Linked DNA regions of Mus musculus: all the other regions are linked to region 1. A link is a contact called in public HiChIP or PLAC-seq, Micro-C and promoter capture Hi-C data. All regions are on one chromosome and are shown on one strand. Each heading gives the region's core, a stretch centred on a gene start, on an enhancer-like site or on the middle of the called end of the contact. The rest is flanking DNA. Distances are from core to core; before and after follow the strand shown. Region 1 holds the start of Cdc42ep3 (CDC42 effector protein (Rho GTPase binding) 3). Region 2 holds the start of Galm (galactose mutarotase). Region 3 holds the start of Hnrnpll (heterogeneous nuclear ribonucleoprotein L-like). Region 4 overlaps Gm41625 (a long non-coding RNA gene). Region 5 holds the start of Heatr5b (HEAT repeat containing 5B).

The links. Promoter capture Hi-C pulls out the DNA fragments that hold promoters and counts their contacts. A called contact is a pair of places that touch in the nucleus more often than the background predicts. HiChIP or PLAC-seq counts read pairs in DNA pulled down with a chosen protein or histone mark.
Region 2: an HNF4G HiChIP or PLAC-seq map of pancreatic cancer cells shows a contact between it and region 1. The contact joins the promoter of Galm here to the promoter of Cdc42ep3 in region 1. A contact is called at or near these places in 1 of 39 promoter capture datasets (cranial neural crest) and 1 of 115 datasets of contacts at active chromatin or transcription factors (pancreatic cancer cells).
Region 3: a promoter capture Hi-C map of erythroid cells shows a contact between it and region 1, with 8 times the contacts expected there. The contact joins the promoter of Hnrnpll here to the promoter of Cdc42ep3 in region 1. A contact is called at or near these places in 2 of 39 promoter capture datasets (erythroid cells and pre-B cells) and 3 of 484 Hi-C or Micro-C datasets (CD4 T cells and embryonic stem cells).
Region 4: a Micro-C map of embryonic stem cells shows a contact between it and region 1, with 2.8 times the contacts expected there. The contact joins the enhancer-like site here to the promoter of Cdc42ep3 in region 1. A contact is called at or near these places in 1 of 484 Hi-C or Micro-C datasets (embryonic stem cells) and 1 of 115 datasets of contacts at active chromatin or transcription factors (pancreatic cancer cells).
Region 5: a contact with region 1 is called in a promoter capture Hi-C map of pre-B cells, with 5 times the contacts expected there. The contact joins the promoter of Heatr5b here to the promoter of Cdc42ep3 in region 1. A contact is called at or near these places in 5 of 39 promoter capture datasets (the 3T3-L1 cell line, the C10 cell line, erythroid cells and 2 more), 2 of 484 Hi-C or Micro-C datasets (CD4 T cells and natural killer cells), 3 of 115 datasets of contacts at active chromatin or transcription factors (embryonic stem cells, memory CD8 T cells and pancreatic cancer cells) and 1 of 9 other capture datasets (liver).

What each region holds. Positions count from the first base shown.
Region 1 is chr17:79,353,824-79,356,350 of GRCm38.p6, reverse strand. It overlaps Cdc42ep3 (CDC42 effector protein (Rho GTPase binding) 3), which reads left to right and starts at 1,260. Exons shown (of 2, transcript NM_026514.3): 1 at 1,260-1,534. It overlaps Gm17315 (predicted gene, 17315), which reads right to left and starts at 1,652. Exons shown (of 2, transcript NR_165822.1): 1 at 1,347-1,652; 2 at 1-526.
Region 2 is chr17:80,126,206-80,128,732 of GRCm38.p6, reverse strand. It overlaps Galm (galactose mutarotase), which reads right to left and starts at 1,262. Exons shown (of 7, transcript NM_176963.4): 1 at 828-1,262. The coding sequence starts at 1,017.
Region 3 is chr17:80,061,007-80,063,533 of GRCm38.p6, reverse strand. It overlaps Hnrnpll (heterogeneous nuclear ribonucleoprotein L-like), which reads left to right and starts at 1,266. Exons shown (of 13, transcript NM_144802.4): 1 at 1,266-1,877. The coding sequence starts at 1,542. It overlaps 4933407O12Rik, which reads right to left and starts at 1,312. Exons shown (of 2, transcript XM_006525248.3): 1 at 962-1,312; 2 at 72-861. The coding sequence starts at 1,294. The coding sequence ends at 736.
Region 4 is chr17:79,967,879-79,970,405 of GRCm38.p6, reverse strand. The region is part of intron 2 of Gm41625 (a long non-coding RNA gene); the gene reads left to right. Among named protein-coding and RNA genes, the nearest start is that of Gm41625, 13 kb to the left of the region's middle. Within about 2 kb of position 1,260, at least 26 of the 459 cell types and tissues checked have an H3K27ac peak or open chromatin away from gene starts, as enhancers often do. A contact at or near this core is called in embryonic stem cells, where this site is marked.
Region 5 is chr17:78,834,116-78,836,642 of GRCm38.p6, reverse strand. It overlaps Heatr5b (HEAT repeat containing 5B), which reads left to right and starts at 1,262. Exons shown (of 36, transcript NM_001081179.1): 1 at 1,262-1,337; 2 at 2,400-2,527. The coding sequence starts at 2,422. It overlaps Gpatch11 (G patch domain containing 11), which reads right to left and starts at 1,127. Exons shown (of 10, transcript NM_181649.6): 1 at 965-1,127.

The sequences.
Region 1 (2,527 bases), core at 11-2,510:
GGACCTGGGCTTAAAGTGCACCCGGTCTAAGGTTTCAGAGCGATTCAGATTGGGGGCACCCTTGTGATGACCCCGATAGCGCCCAGGGAAGCCAAGGTCTCCAGGAGGGGCTCTGCTTTGTGCCAGGATTTCCAGGCAACCTGAGAGTCCCAGGGTTGGGGCCAGACCTGGAGCGTGCGACTACTCGGGGTTCTAGCTCCTTTTCCAGGTCAACCAAGCCGGCGGGGGACATCAACGCCGGAAAACACCACCTTTTCCTGTCTCCAACCTGGCGGACTAAGGGAGAAGGAAGAGAGGGCGACCAATTAAGACAATTAACATTAATTCTCTGGGTTCCTACAGAGGTCCAGGGACAGAGGGGCGGGTCGTCCTGAGGCCCTGGCTGGGTGACCGACAGGTGCAGGTGTCGCCACGGGCGGAATTTTACGGTCCGGAGCAGCAGCAGCTGCGCCACTTGCGCCGCCTCGCAGAGCGTCCCGGAGAGCCGCCACCCGCTTCCGCAGCTTTAGGTCAATCTCTGACAGACCTGGAGGGGGAGGAGACGTCACCCTCCCGACAGGAAAAACCTGCTGCGTCTGCGTTTCTCTGCGTCCCGCAGGCTCTCAGCCTCCACCCCGCGTCTCCCGCGCGTCAGATCCGCGCTCCAGGTTTTGGCGACAGCTTGCAAGGGGAGCCGGCTGCACGTTGACAGCACGCGACCCTCCTTTTCCCTCCCGAGAGCTACAGCTGCCAGGGGGTCCCCAGGGAGCTGCGGCCGCGCTGCGGCGACCCGGTCAGGTGGCCCTTCTTCCCCGCGCAGGTCCCCTTCCTCCGCTGCGAAGCCCCGCACTGCTAGGTGGGTTAGGTAGGACAGGGAAAGGCGGGGACACGAGGGTGAGCACGAGGGTCCCGGGTGCGGGCGGAGTCCCATTGTTCTCCCGCACCGTACGGACAGCAACGCTCTGGGGTCCCCTCTTTAAAGGGAGCACCCCGCCACTTTTCTTTGTGCCTGAGGGAGCCCCAGCCGGCATTGCCTCTGAGAGAAGCCACCACTGGGAAGGGGTGGAACTGGGAGGTGACAGTGGGTAGCCTTTGTCCTCCAAGAGTCCGCAGCCTCGCCTCCAGTCCTGCGGGTCTGGGGGTGGTGGGGAGGTGGGGGACAGGTACAACGGAGGGACGGTCCAGGTCGGCCCGCACCCTTCTCCCCGCCCTGCCCTGGCCTCACAGCCCCGCCCCGCCCCGCGCCGGCCCCGCCCTGCGTCCTGCGCCCCGCCCTCGGCAGGTTGAGGCCCGGCGTCCGGCAGCCGCGCGCACAGTGTCGCGGGCGCTTCCAACTGCCGCTGGGAGCACAGCAGCGGGACGCTCACCGACAACCCAGTTCCGCAGCGGCTGCCTCCCGGGAGACGCCGCGCGCAGTCCCGGAGCAGATTCTGCGGTGAACCGTTGCCGCCCCTCTGGTTCTGCGCGCACCAGCGAGGACTGTTGCGCCCTCGGGAGGCGACCCGGGCCGACGCCCGGCCCTCCGGGCAGAAGCTAGGAGCCTTAGAGACTGCTGGTGAGTGTGTGACCCAGGCTGTCTCTCCACCTGTAAGACTGTCCGACCCTCAACCTAAGCCCCCTTCCAGCTAGTGCAGATGGTGGCCTTGGAAGACTTAGAGGGTGCGAGGATAATCTACCGCACCGCCTGGTTGAGCTGATGTTTAGAGGATCAAAGGGGACATCATGCTTGACGTCCGGGAGGGGGGATCAGGACGCGGAGCTCTGCCACCTACTTCTTTAGGGTGGGGCTGCAGTCAGCACGGCCCCCTCCAGGCCATTGACAGCCATTCTGGGCGCGTGTTGCGTTTTTCCAGCAGAACAAACCGCACTTGGCTACCGCGGCCCTCTAGTTGTGTGTTTGCACCGATGCGGCGCGGCGCGAGAGTGCACCGCGCAGCTTGGCAGTTTCCGAACTGACAGAGGCAGCACATTGTAGCTGAGGCTCCAACCTGCAGATCTGGCAGTTGGGGGAAAAAAATTTTTTTTTTCTTTCTCGACTGCGGTTTCTGAACAACTGAAGCGTTTACAAGATCTTTACTCCCTCTTCCTCCTCCTTCCCCTCTCCTTCTCCTCCTGCCTCTCCTCCTCCTCTTCCTCCTGCTATTGCTCTTCTTCCTCTTCTTTTCTCTTCCTTCTCACTAAGTATCTTGACACAGCCATGCGAGGACGAATGGATCCGGCCAGTCAGTTTTTTTCTTTATGAATTATTATACTCCACCCCGCTCTCGCCTTTGGGAGGGAAGGCATGTGTTTCATCTTATAAATAGAAAGTAGCATATTTTTTGGCAGGACCTGCTTTATACTGCACCGTCTAGGAGAGGTCAGTTTAAAAATAAATATGCACTTGAATGTTACATTACCGAGCCGGCTGTGGCTGGGACAAGCTGCGAGTACAGCGGCATCAAAGCTGGGCGCACATCTGTGTTGAAAGGAGTTAAAGCCCCAGAGTGCAGCCCCGGCTGACAGTCAAGTAATTACATTTTGTTTAAAAAAAAAAAAGTGAGTGAAT
Region 2 (2,527 bases), core at 13-2,512, 770 kb before region 1:
GTTGAGTCCACTGCATTAACAGAGCTGTAAATGCATAAATTAAGATAAAACCTATGCGTGGATCAAGATGAAACGGCTGGCTCTTGCTCCAGGACAGCTTAGGCAGAACGAGGCCCTGTCCATTTAAAACAAAACAAAACAAAACAAAACAAAAAAACCCCACAAACACAAACAAAACAGACAAACAAAAACAAAAAGACATGCTGCGAATTGCGCAGCTGATCCTGATGACTATGTCCACGTCTTAGGAGGCCTTATTTCTACCCCTTTCATTGAGAACATGTTTCTGAGCAGATGAAGGACATTGTGCCCTACCTACATTGACCACAACAGCCAAGCAATCTGATGGGTTTACATCAGTCCTAAATTCTAAAGCATTTCTGCTCAAGGAGCCCTCAGAGAAGATTTGACAAGAGAAAGAAGGGAGATAGTAGCAGGCGCCCGTCCGTCTTTGATTTTCATTCCTCAGAAAACCACAAGCGAGGAATACATGCAAACCGCCCTGTGCCCCACAGTTCTAAGCTCATTCCAGGGAGTTGGTCTTTCTCAGCTGACTTCCTCGTGAACAGTGACAAAGTCTGACTAAGGGGGGCCAAGTCCTACAGCTATTTGGATTAGATCCGGTTTTTTTTTCCAACCTCAAAATCCTGTTAAGTGGCTTACATGAGCCCGTTCACGCGCTTCCAAGTAAGACTGCTCCAAGCTTGGGGACCTCAGTCAGGTCCCGTGAGTGACTGGAAGAACCCAGTGTACACAGGATCAGGAGTGTGTGCGGGCCTGTTTGACAGGCCAAACCGTTTAGCAGTCCTGGGCAGGACGCGACCCACCTTCCAATTCCGCAAAGCCAAGCACCACGTCTGAGGCTTTCCCCTGCCTGTCTTTGACCTGCAGAGCAGTGATCGTGCAGCCCCATGAGATGATGTCCACACTCAGCTGGTCTGACCGAAGCTGGAATTTCTCCACTGTCCCTCCCCCCGAGGGCAGCTCTCCAAACACGGTTCTGGTCACCGAAACCATTGGGAAAGTTCAGGGTGTGCAGCTTCTCCTTGCTGTTCAAACTCTAGCCTGGATCACGTTTGGAAAGATAAAGTTCCCGGGAGAAGGGGAGGAACTCAGACTAACTCCTCCCCTTTATTGCCTGGATTTAAACAGTTGACCACTCCTGGGGTCGGGGAAAATGCTCCGATGCCTTTTTAAAATTTTTCCTTTATCCGAGGTAACTGAGAAGCAAACTTTCCAGTTGAGTTTGCTGGTCTTTTCCTTCTCTAACCCTGACTGCAGTGCATGTCGGGAATAGTAGTCTTTAAGAAAATTGCAATTGCATCTTGGGGCATGTAGTTTAAAACGAACCAACTTTATTTTGCGCAGGTGCGCGCGCGTAAGGCATCTTTAGGGGGTCAAAAAAAGTCTCTCTCTCTCCTCTCCTCTTCTCTCTCTCTCTCTCTCTCTCTCTCTCTCTCTCTCTCTCTCTCTCTCTCTCTCTCTCTCTCTCTCTCTCTCTCTCTCTCTCTCCTCTCTCTCTCTCTCTCTCTCTCTCTCTCTCTCTCTCTCTCTCTCTCTTTCTCTCCTTTCCTCCTTTCTGAAAAGGTTCTCTCTTGTCCCTAATGGGCTCTGAAGAAACACATCTGGTGGGCAGGCTTGGAGGCCCGCTCCTTTACCTACTTTTCATCATCTCTTGGGCCATTCTGGTGTGGATTATCTGGGACTAGATTTAAAGAAACTGAAGGTTTGATGGCTAAGTCTGACGTTTCTCCTTTGTTGGCCTAGGATTAGGAAAGTGTTATTAGGATCCTCAGTAAGATCATGAGATTAAAATACCTCAGTCTTTCATTGCTTAATCTACAGCTCTAGATGGATTCTGGCTCTAGGAAGAAGAGGTCTGGGAGCCTAAAGACGTGTATAACTCAGTCTATCTGTATTTCTGGTCTTGATTTAGACACGGTGAGGGTGGAAACGCATCTGTGGTTAGAAAAACAGGAGAACTGAGCTCATGTTCCTGTAATCAAATGCCAATAAACAACTGTCTCACTCGTTTCTGACTGTGAAATATGAAGGAATCTTAAGCATTCATGCTACAAAGCCTCAATTATCCCTCTCGAAATTCGGGAAACTCTGATAGGAAAGAAAAAGAGCTTGCAGCAGGCTTTATTAAAGTACAATATCTAATATCAAAAAGACCCAAACAAGTCAAATTACAGACTGTGCGTCCCCTCACACAATAACCCAAAGGCACTCTTGTACACTGCTCATCACACACTCTTACAGACTCTGCAAGTCTCCTCAGCCCACTTACCGTGTGTGCCTGACTTATACACAGGCCCTTTCAACAACACTGTGCTAGCAACGATGCCTGAGAACCCTCTTCTGTGAGTGGGAAGACCACAGTTTTTATTTCTCAGCCTCCAGTTCTCAGTGTTCTGCCAAGCTCATGCTGCCAAGGGAAGAAAGACACCTTGGGTGGCTAGCACCAAGTGTAACCAGAGACGTTCCTATTGCTTAACTTGGCGCATGAAGTGTACCATATTTC
Region 3 (2,527 bases), core at 17-2,516, 710 kb before region 1:
ACACACAGTGGTACAGTTTGCAGAAACGCTTAGATTCCTTAGGATTCTAAAATGACAAGCGACGCAAAGTATAAAGGAGAAAGCAACATATGTTAAAAGAACGATCACACATCTTTCTGGGGGAAGAAATGCCTTTGGGGGAAAAAAAACAGGCTAGAGGAGGGAACAACCCACAACTGGGAAAGGAAGAGGTTCAAAACAAGTGCGCAGAACGAATCTTAGTTTTCCAAGGCTTAAAGTAACAGGGCACTTAGGGCGCGGTGGGTTTCTTGCTAGCTAGACACCATAATTTCAACCCAGTAAGTTGGTCACTGAAATCCATTCGGGGGTGGATTGGGTTGGGGTGAACTGTACTGGAACTAGATTATAAAAATGAACACAGTACCTGCCCTTAAGCACGTCCAGTTTTGTTTTGTTTTAAAACAACACCTTTAGTTATTCAAAGGCCTTTTGCAAATAGAAACAGCTAAAAACCTTAAAACAGTCTTTAGGCTTCACAGAGGAAGTGAGTTGTGGGCTGGAAACGAACAGGATTGTGAGAGTTTCCTATTTTGGAAAATGAAGACGATCATTCAGAACAGTGAGAATAGGGGTTTTAGAGGAAGGTTGAGAATATGTAACTGCAGCAGGGACTTGGATAGGTATGTCTGCAGCAATAGGTCCGGTTTGCAGGTCACCTATGCCCTGCGCAGACCTGTGTGCATCATCTCGCTGGCTCGCCACAGTCAGTAACAGCTAACGGTTGTTCTGTTTAGTTAGTGGCGCAGAGTCCACGCGCTTTCGGGGGCTGTGTGTGGTTAGGTGCGCGGAGATTCTCCAGGTTTCCCTCATCTTTTTAAAGATTCTCCAGGTCTCCCTCATCTTTTTAAAATGAAGAAGAAAAGCATTCAAATTAGCGGGAAGGCGGTTAACACCCACAGCCCCGACTCTGCCGAACGCATCGCCGGCTCCTCACATTCACCCGGTATCTCAGCGGCGGCCAGGGCCTAACAGCGCTAACCGCCACGGGGCTGCAACCGCTGCGGAACCGCGCGCAGCGGGCGTTGCACGGTCCCGACCGGAGCCCAGCGAGAGTCCAGGCTGGGATTCTGACGAGCAGTTCTTCCAGCCAATTGGAAGCCAGATCGACTTTCGCTCTTCCAATAGGAGGCGGAAGTTCGGCAAGGGGGCGGAAACTCTCGGGCCCTGGATCCCATCCCGCCCGGCGGCAGTCAAGGCGGGGTGGAGGCTCCGCCTGAGCGGCGGGGAGCGGATCAGGGAGGAGGGAAGACCGGAAGCCACGGCCCGGCCCCATCCTTACTTTCGCGTCCCCCCCGGGGCTGGGAGCCGCGAAGCTGGCGGAGGGAGAGGCTGGAGGCTGGCTGAGAGATAAAGGGAAGCGTCCCCTCAGCCCGCGCTCCCTTCTCAGTCACGGGCTCCTGGAGCGCGCCGCGGAGGACGCCGGGCCAGCTCAGACCCGCGCCGAGGAGGCGCAGCCCGCGGCGGGGACCGATCAGCGACATCTGAGGCCCGTCTCCCGCGCCGTCTCCACCGCCGCCGCCATGTCCTCCTCCTCCTCCTCCTCCCCCAAGGAGGAGACGTACGAGGAGGACCGGGAGTTCGAGAGCCAGGCCAAGCGCCTCAAGACCGAGGAGGGAGAGATCGTCTACTCGGCCGAGGAGAGCGAGAATCGCCAGGAAGCGACGCCTCAGGCGGGGAGCGATAGCGACAGCGGCGGCGGCGACGGAGGCGACGGAGACGGAGGCAGCGGCGGCGGCGGCGACGGCGAGGAAGGCGAAGGTGGAGAAGAAGGCGACGAAGGCGACGGCGATGAGGGAGGGAGCGGCGGCGACGAAGGTGGCAGCGGCGGTGGCCCTCGGAGCATGCCCCTGTCCACGGTAACAAAGCGCGGCGCCGCGCCGCGTCCCTCCAGCAGGGCCCGGCGGCGGGGGTTCGGCCTGGCCGCCTTTGCCGCTGCGTGCACGCCGAGCGCGTAGCTGGCGACTCGGACTGATTCTTTCCTTTATTGCCCACGATCCCCGAATCCCGAATGCCGGCTTTGGGTGGGCTTGGGGTGCCGGGCCTCCCGGAGTCCGGGCCCTGAACTTGGGGAGGGTAGCGGGGTGGGGGCGGCGGGGGCGGGCGGGTGTCGCTTCCGCTCCGGGAGGCTGCGCCGCGCGCCCTCGGCGGGATCCGCTCTTTGTTAGTTGAGCAACTCCGGCTCCGAGGCTGTGCTGGGGACCCGGCCTCCCCGACCCGCATCATCCTCACGCTGGGCAACCATAACGGGAAGGCTCTCGTGGCCTCGTCTCCGTGGGAACCGCGATGCAATGACAAATTGCGCCCTCGTGCTCTCCCCGTAGTTTAGCCCTCGCTAGTTTAATATCTTTCTATAGAAAAGGCTTTGTGGGCATGGGGTTCATTCAGGCCAGGCAATGGCCAAGATAAGTTTTCTTGTTACAGAAATGAGTGGGCCGGTGATCTAAGTGTGTGTGTGTGTGTCTGTCCCTGCTGTCAAATAAAAGGCGTTCAGATGACGAGAGTTCTT
Region 4 (2,527 bases), core at 11-2,510, 610 kb before region 1:
AGGACTTCTCTCTCCTGATTGCCCCCTCCCTCTCCTGGGCATCACCAGCAGGACTGACAGGTGTGGACCTGCTGAGACCATAGCGTGTCCATTCTAAGCCTCTTTCACACTGCAGTGCAACCCTCAGAGCTCGTTTTTTTTTTTCTCAGTTGCTACCATATACTGTGTTTCTTCAAGCTTTCCCATATGTCCAAGTAGGATCCGATCATCCCAACTCCCCAAGTTTTCCACTTCCTATTTGTGTGCCAGCCTATTTGGAGTTAAAACCGCGAGAGCCTTTTGGACAGCATAGGACACTATCAGAGTTTCCGAAGCGCGGTTGCTGGGAGTCTGACTGCCTTTTTAGGGAAGGCCTCTCATTGACCTGCTGAGGTTTACTTTAAATTTCAACTGGCTTGCAAACGCATTCTCCTTTGACAGCCCTCGCTTGAAATGCATTTGCTCTGAGCAAACACAGGGTCAAGTCTTTGAGTGTTAGGTGGTTCTTCTTGCCTGAGAGTTACCTATCTGACTTCCCGTCAGATGAAGGCCCTGCCGCCCTTCCCCCAACCCCTCCAGCCTCTGAGAATTCCCCCTTTGCTGGGGGTGGGGGTGGGGAATGGTGTGTACTATACTTTACCATTTCCTCATACATTTTGCATATATTTTCGTTTTGTCTTGGAGGATTAGAAGTCAGCAGGAGTAAACTCAACTCCACCTTCGCTGATTGGATTAAAAGTGAACACAGACTCTCAGAAAAAAACCAGTTCTGGAGAACGGAAGGCCTCACAAGGTCAAAGCCATTCAAAACCAAAATCTACTTAGTATAATCACTTCCTGGTTGAGGAGGGGCAGAGAGACCGCAGAGAAACTGGATAAACTCATGAGTTATGGGAGTAGGTGTGGAAACGGTAGGGAGCCTGGGTCCCTGGCTTGGGAGCCCTGTATGCAAGTCTTCTCTTTTCTTTTTTGAGTCCTTACAGAGGCAGACCCAGATGTTGCCCTGGGGAGGGAGGCTGGTCTGCCATCCCATTCCCCAGCTGTGTCTCTTGCACCCAATGGCCACTGCTTGCCTTTTTGTTTGATGCTGAGCCCGTCGTAGAGATGGCATGGTATCTGCCATTATTTTGCCCTTCTACCTAGCTCCCCACATTGGTAGAGAGTGGAAGCAAGCCATGACCCCAGGTACTGTGGTAGTTCAGTGGGGTAGCCGTGGAGCCATGCCAGCATCTTAGTGGCAAGTACTAGTCAGGGTGAGGAGAGTAGCCAGACTGGAAAAGCTCACTGGGTGCAGTGAGGTTGCACAGTGCCTAACTCCTCCCTTGTGCAAGCTGGGGACAGATTCTGGGCTAAGGCAGGGGGTGGAAGAATTGCTTTTTAGATTAGGGTGTCAAGGATTTATTATCGTTTTCTTGTAGCTGGGACAAAAACACCCGCTAACACAACATGATAAGGAAGTTTCTGTTGTCTCATGGTTTGAGGGAAGGCGTGGAGGTAGGAGTGGGAGGTGTCTGGCCACATCGCCCCATGTAGTCAGGACACAGGGAGAGGCGAATGCATGAGCTCCGTTCCTTTCTGTCACTTTACTGAATCCGATTCTACCCGGTGAGGCACCAGGAACAAGGCCAGCGGTATCCAGGGTGGGTCTGTCCACCTCAGCTGATCTCTGGTAATTCTTTACAGACAAGCCCGGAGATGTGTCTCTTGGGTTGGCTCCAAAGCCCACCAACATGACAACCAGGATAATAAAGCACCAGTGAGGAGGAATGATGGGAGTCTTGGCCCAACGTGTGAAGTCCAGTGGGCATGTGACTCTCAGGCAAGGCTTAGCAATAACTGCAATGGGGGTCTGGCAGGAGTGCAGAGCCTGGTGGCCGGGTTCACATAGGATTGGGAAACCACACACTTTAAAGCCAATGCAGGATGATCTGGGACAGCCTAGATCTAGGCAGGACATTAGGGGCAAGCTTTTGTGTCCTGCAGACAGCCAGAAGCAAGAACCTGATCAGCAAGTACTTTTCTAGGTCCCTGGTACCTCTCTGGCATGCTGAGCATTAGAAACTGGCATGGGGTTGATACCCTTCATAGACCTGCCTGGGTCTCGTCTAGGAGCCTTTCAAGGTTTGACTGTGTACTTAAGTGAGCTGGAATTATAAAGGCAAGGGAATGAATGGGTAGTCAACTGGCTAGTAGATTAGAAAATGCTAAAGAGATGGTATCACGCCAGACACGGTGATGCCTACCTGTAGGCTCAGTACTTAGGAGGCATGGGCAGGGGGACTACCTTAAGCTTGAGGTCAGTCAGGGCTGTATAGCAAGACATCCGCACACATACACCAAACAGGGCTGTACTACAGATTATAAGGCAAACTACATTACCCCACTATGATTCCATACAGGCACAATTTGCCTGAGCCATTTAGCATAGGGAAAGGAGACGGGAGGAGCAGAAAGAGAGCTGAGAGTTTTGCATGGGTGGAAGGCAGTGCAGTTTTCTGATCCCATCTCCTGGTACAGTGGGGAGGGGGATGTGGCAGGGATGTCAGGG
Region 5 (2,527 bases), core at 13-2,512, 520 kb after region 1:
CTGGTGTGATTTCAGCACCCAGCAGTTCGAGGACAGTATGATCTACCTGTGTAAAAATACACACACACACACTTACAAAAGTACAAGGGATTACATGTTACTTTTAAAGCTCTGCCTTTTATAGTTATTCCATCTTTTACATATAATTTTCACATAAAATCACACTGAAACTTCACAGCTGGGGGCACTGTAGATTCATTAAATGATACGGTTTGAGGAAGTTAATTACCAATAGTGAGGACATTATGTTAGGAAGTGGAATAAGGGGGCTGGAGAGATGGCTCAGAGGTTAAAAGAACTGTCTGCTCTTCTAGAGGTCCTGAGTTCAATTACATGGTGGCTTTATAACTATTTATAATGAAATCTGGTGCCCTCTTTGGGCCTGTAGGCATACATGCAGGCAGAACGCTATATAATAAATAAATCTTAAAAAAAAAAAAAAGGAAGGAAGAAGGAAAGAAAGAAAAAGAGAGAGAGAGAAAAGAATAAGGAATTGGGTCTTAAAATGTGAAGGTTCCCCTCCTATGAGGACAACATACACTAGCATTATCCACTTCCTTCAAATATAAGAATAAACTCCACAAGTCGATAGATAACCCAGGTAGGGATGCTGGTGGCCTGACCCCTCACTTAAGAGTCACAACAGCGAAGTGGTCAGGATTCTGGGTCTGAGGGGGTAAATCACGCAGCATCTGTTGATGGTTGGAGGTGGTGTGTGTCAAAGAGCCAGAGCAAGTTTAGGTGAAGCGCTTTGCCTGTTCCGAAATAATGGAGCAACCACTTTCTCAACAGGACGATTATAGGTGCTGCTAGCGTATTTCAGTATTGAGCACCGAGTTTGAAGCAGAGCTACAGAACACACAGAGCTGGGCTAACTCTCCTGTGGGTGCCTCGGGCATCGCAGGCTCTTTCTTCCCTCCCGCTCTCCTCCCTCCTGCACCCTCCCACCAAAACGACCACTTACGGATGGGGCGTAGCTGACGCTGTGATAGGCAGTCACAGCCAACTTGCACCGACCTCTGTCATTCTCCTGAGCGCCCGCACACCCTGAAGCCGGAGCTTTACTGCCCGGAACCAGCTCCGCGGAGGTCGCGCTGCGCATGCGCCGTGCAATTGGCGCAGGACCCACAAACATCCCACTCGTCCCCGACAGCCGATTCGCTTCGAAACTTGGGGTGGGCGGGGCTAAGAGGACGTGGGGGCGGGCCGGTCCGCAGGACCTGTGTCTCGCGCATGCGTCGTCTCCCGGCTTCCTGAGGGCCGGAGTTTGGGAGGCGGGGCATCCGGGTCCCTCGGCAGAGCGGAGCTTGGCTGCTCGGCTCGGACTAGACCAGGAGGTGAGGCGGTCTCGCGCGCTGTCAGAGCCTGCAGGCTGTGACATCCCTGGGTCCCAGGACATTTTCCGAGGGCTGAGGAGGGAATTCGAGTTTTGAGGCCGGGGATCCTCAGCCTCGGGGTTGACAGCTCGAGGACTCCTACGACGGGAGGCTGACATCCCAGGGCGGCCCGGGGACCCCGGTTTGCGTTTCCAGCAGACTCTCAGTTGTCGGGGTCTTCGGAGCGGCCCGGTGCATCCAGACCCGGAGCACTGCATTCCCGGGGCGAGGGGTTGTCCCGGGCGCCCCTGCCGCAGTGTCCCCGTGGGGCCCGCCTCCGCCGATCAGAACCCTACGGTCACTCTTCTGGGTCCCGGTGGCGAGGGACGGGTGGCGGAGAAAGCTCCCCAGACGCCTGAGCTCGGTGCTTCGGGGTTCTCAGGGTAGAATGAGTTAATAGCCTGTGTTCTAACAGGGAAACAACCGCCCCGGAATAGTGCCTTTTTTGCAGTATTTACATTTTCCTTTCATTCCATTCTTATCGCCAGTTTTTTCTTTCTTTCTTTCTTTCTTTCTTTCTTTCTTTCTTTCTTTCTTTCTTTCTTTCTTTCTTTCTTTCTTTCTTTCTTTCTTTCTTTCTTTCTTTCTTTCTTTCTTTTAAATCATTGTCCTTTCAAAGTTAGTTCTCTAATGAGAAATGAAACCACGCTTTCTTTCCCTAGCTTAGTGGTTGCATTTATGAAACTTGACATTTAATATTTAAGAAATCCTTACATGTAAGGGCTGGAGAAAGGAATCCGTGATTAAGAATACTTGTTGCTTTTGACAAGGACCTGGGTTTGATTTCCAGCGCCCACAAGATGACTCACAACCATCTGTAACTCCAGTTCTAGGGGGAGCCAACACCCTGTATATATATATATGTGTGTGTGTGTGTGTGTGTGTGTGTGTGTGTGTGTGTGTGTATGTATGTATGTATGTATGTGTATACATACATTTGGGCAAAACACTCCTACACATAAATTAAAAATTCCTTAGAATATATTTTACTCTTTTTTTAAAAAACGAATCTGTTCATTTAAGGTGTGAATTAAGAACATCAATAATGGAGCTAGCTCACAGTTTATTGCTAAATGAGGAAGCTTTGGCTCAGATCACGGAGGCAAAGAGACCCGTGTTCATCTTTGAATGGTTGAGATTTCTTGATAAAG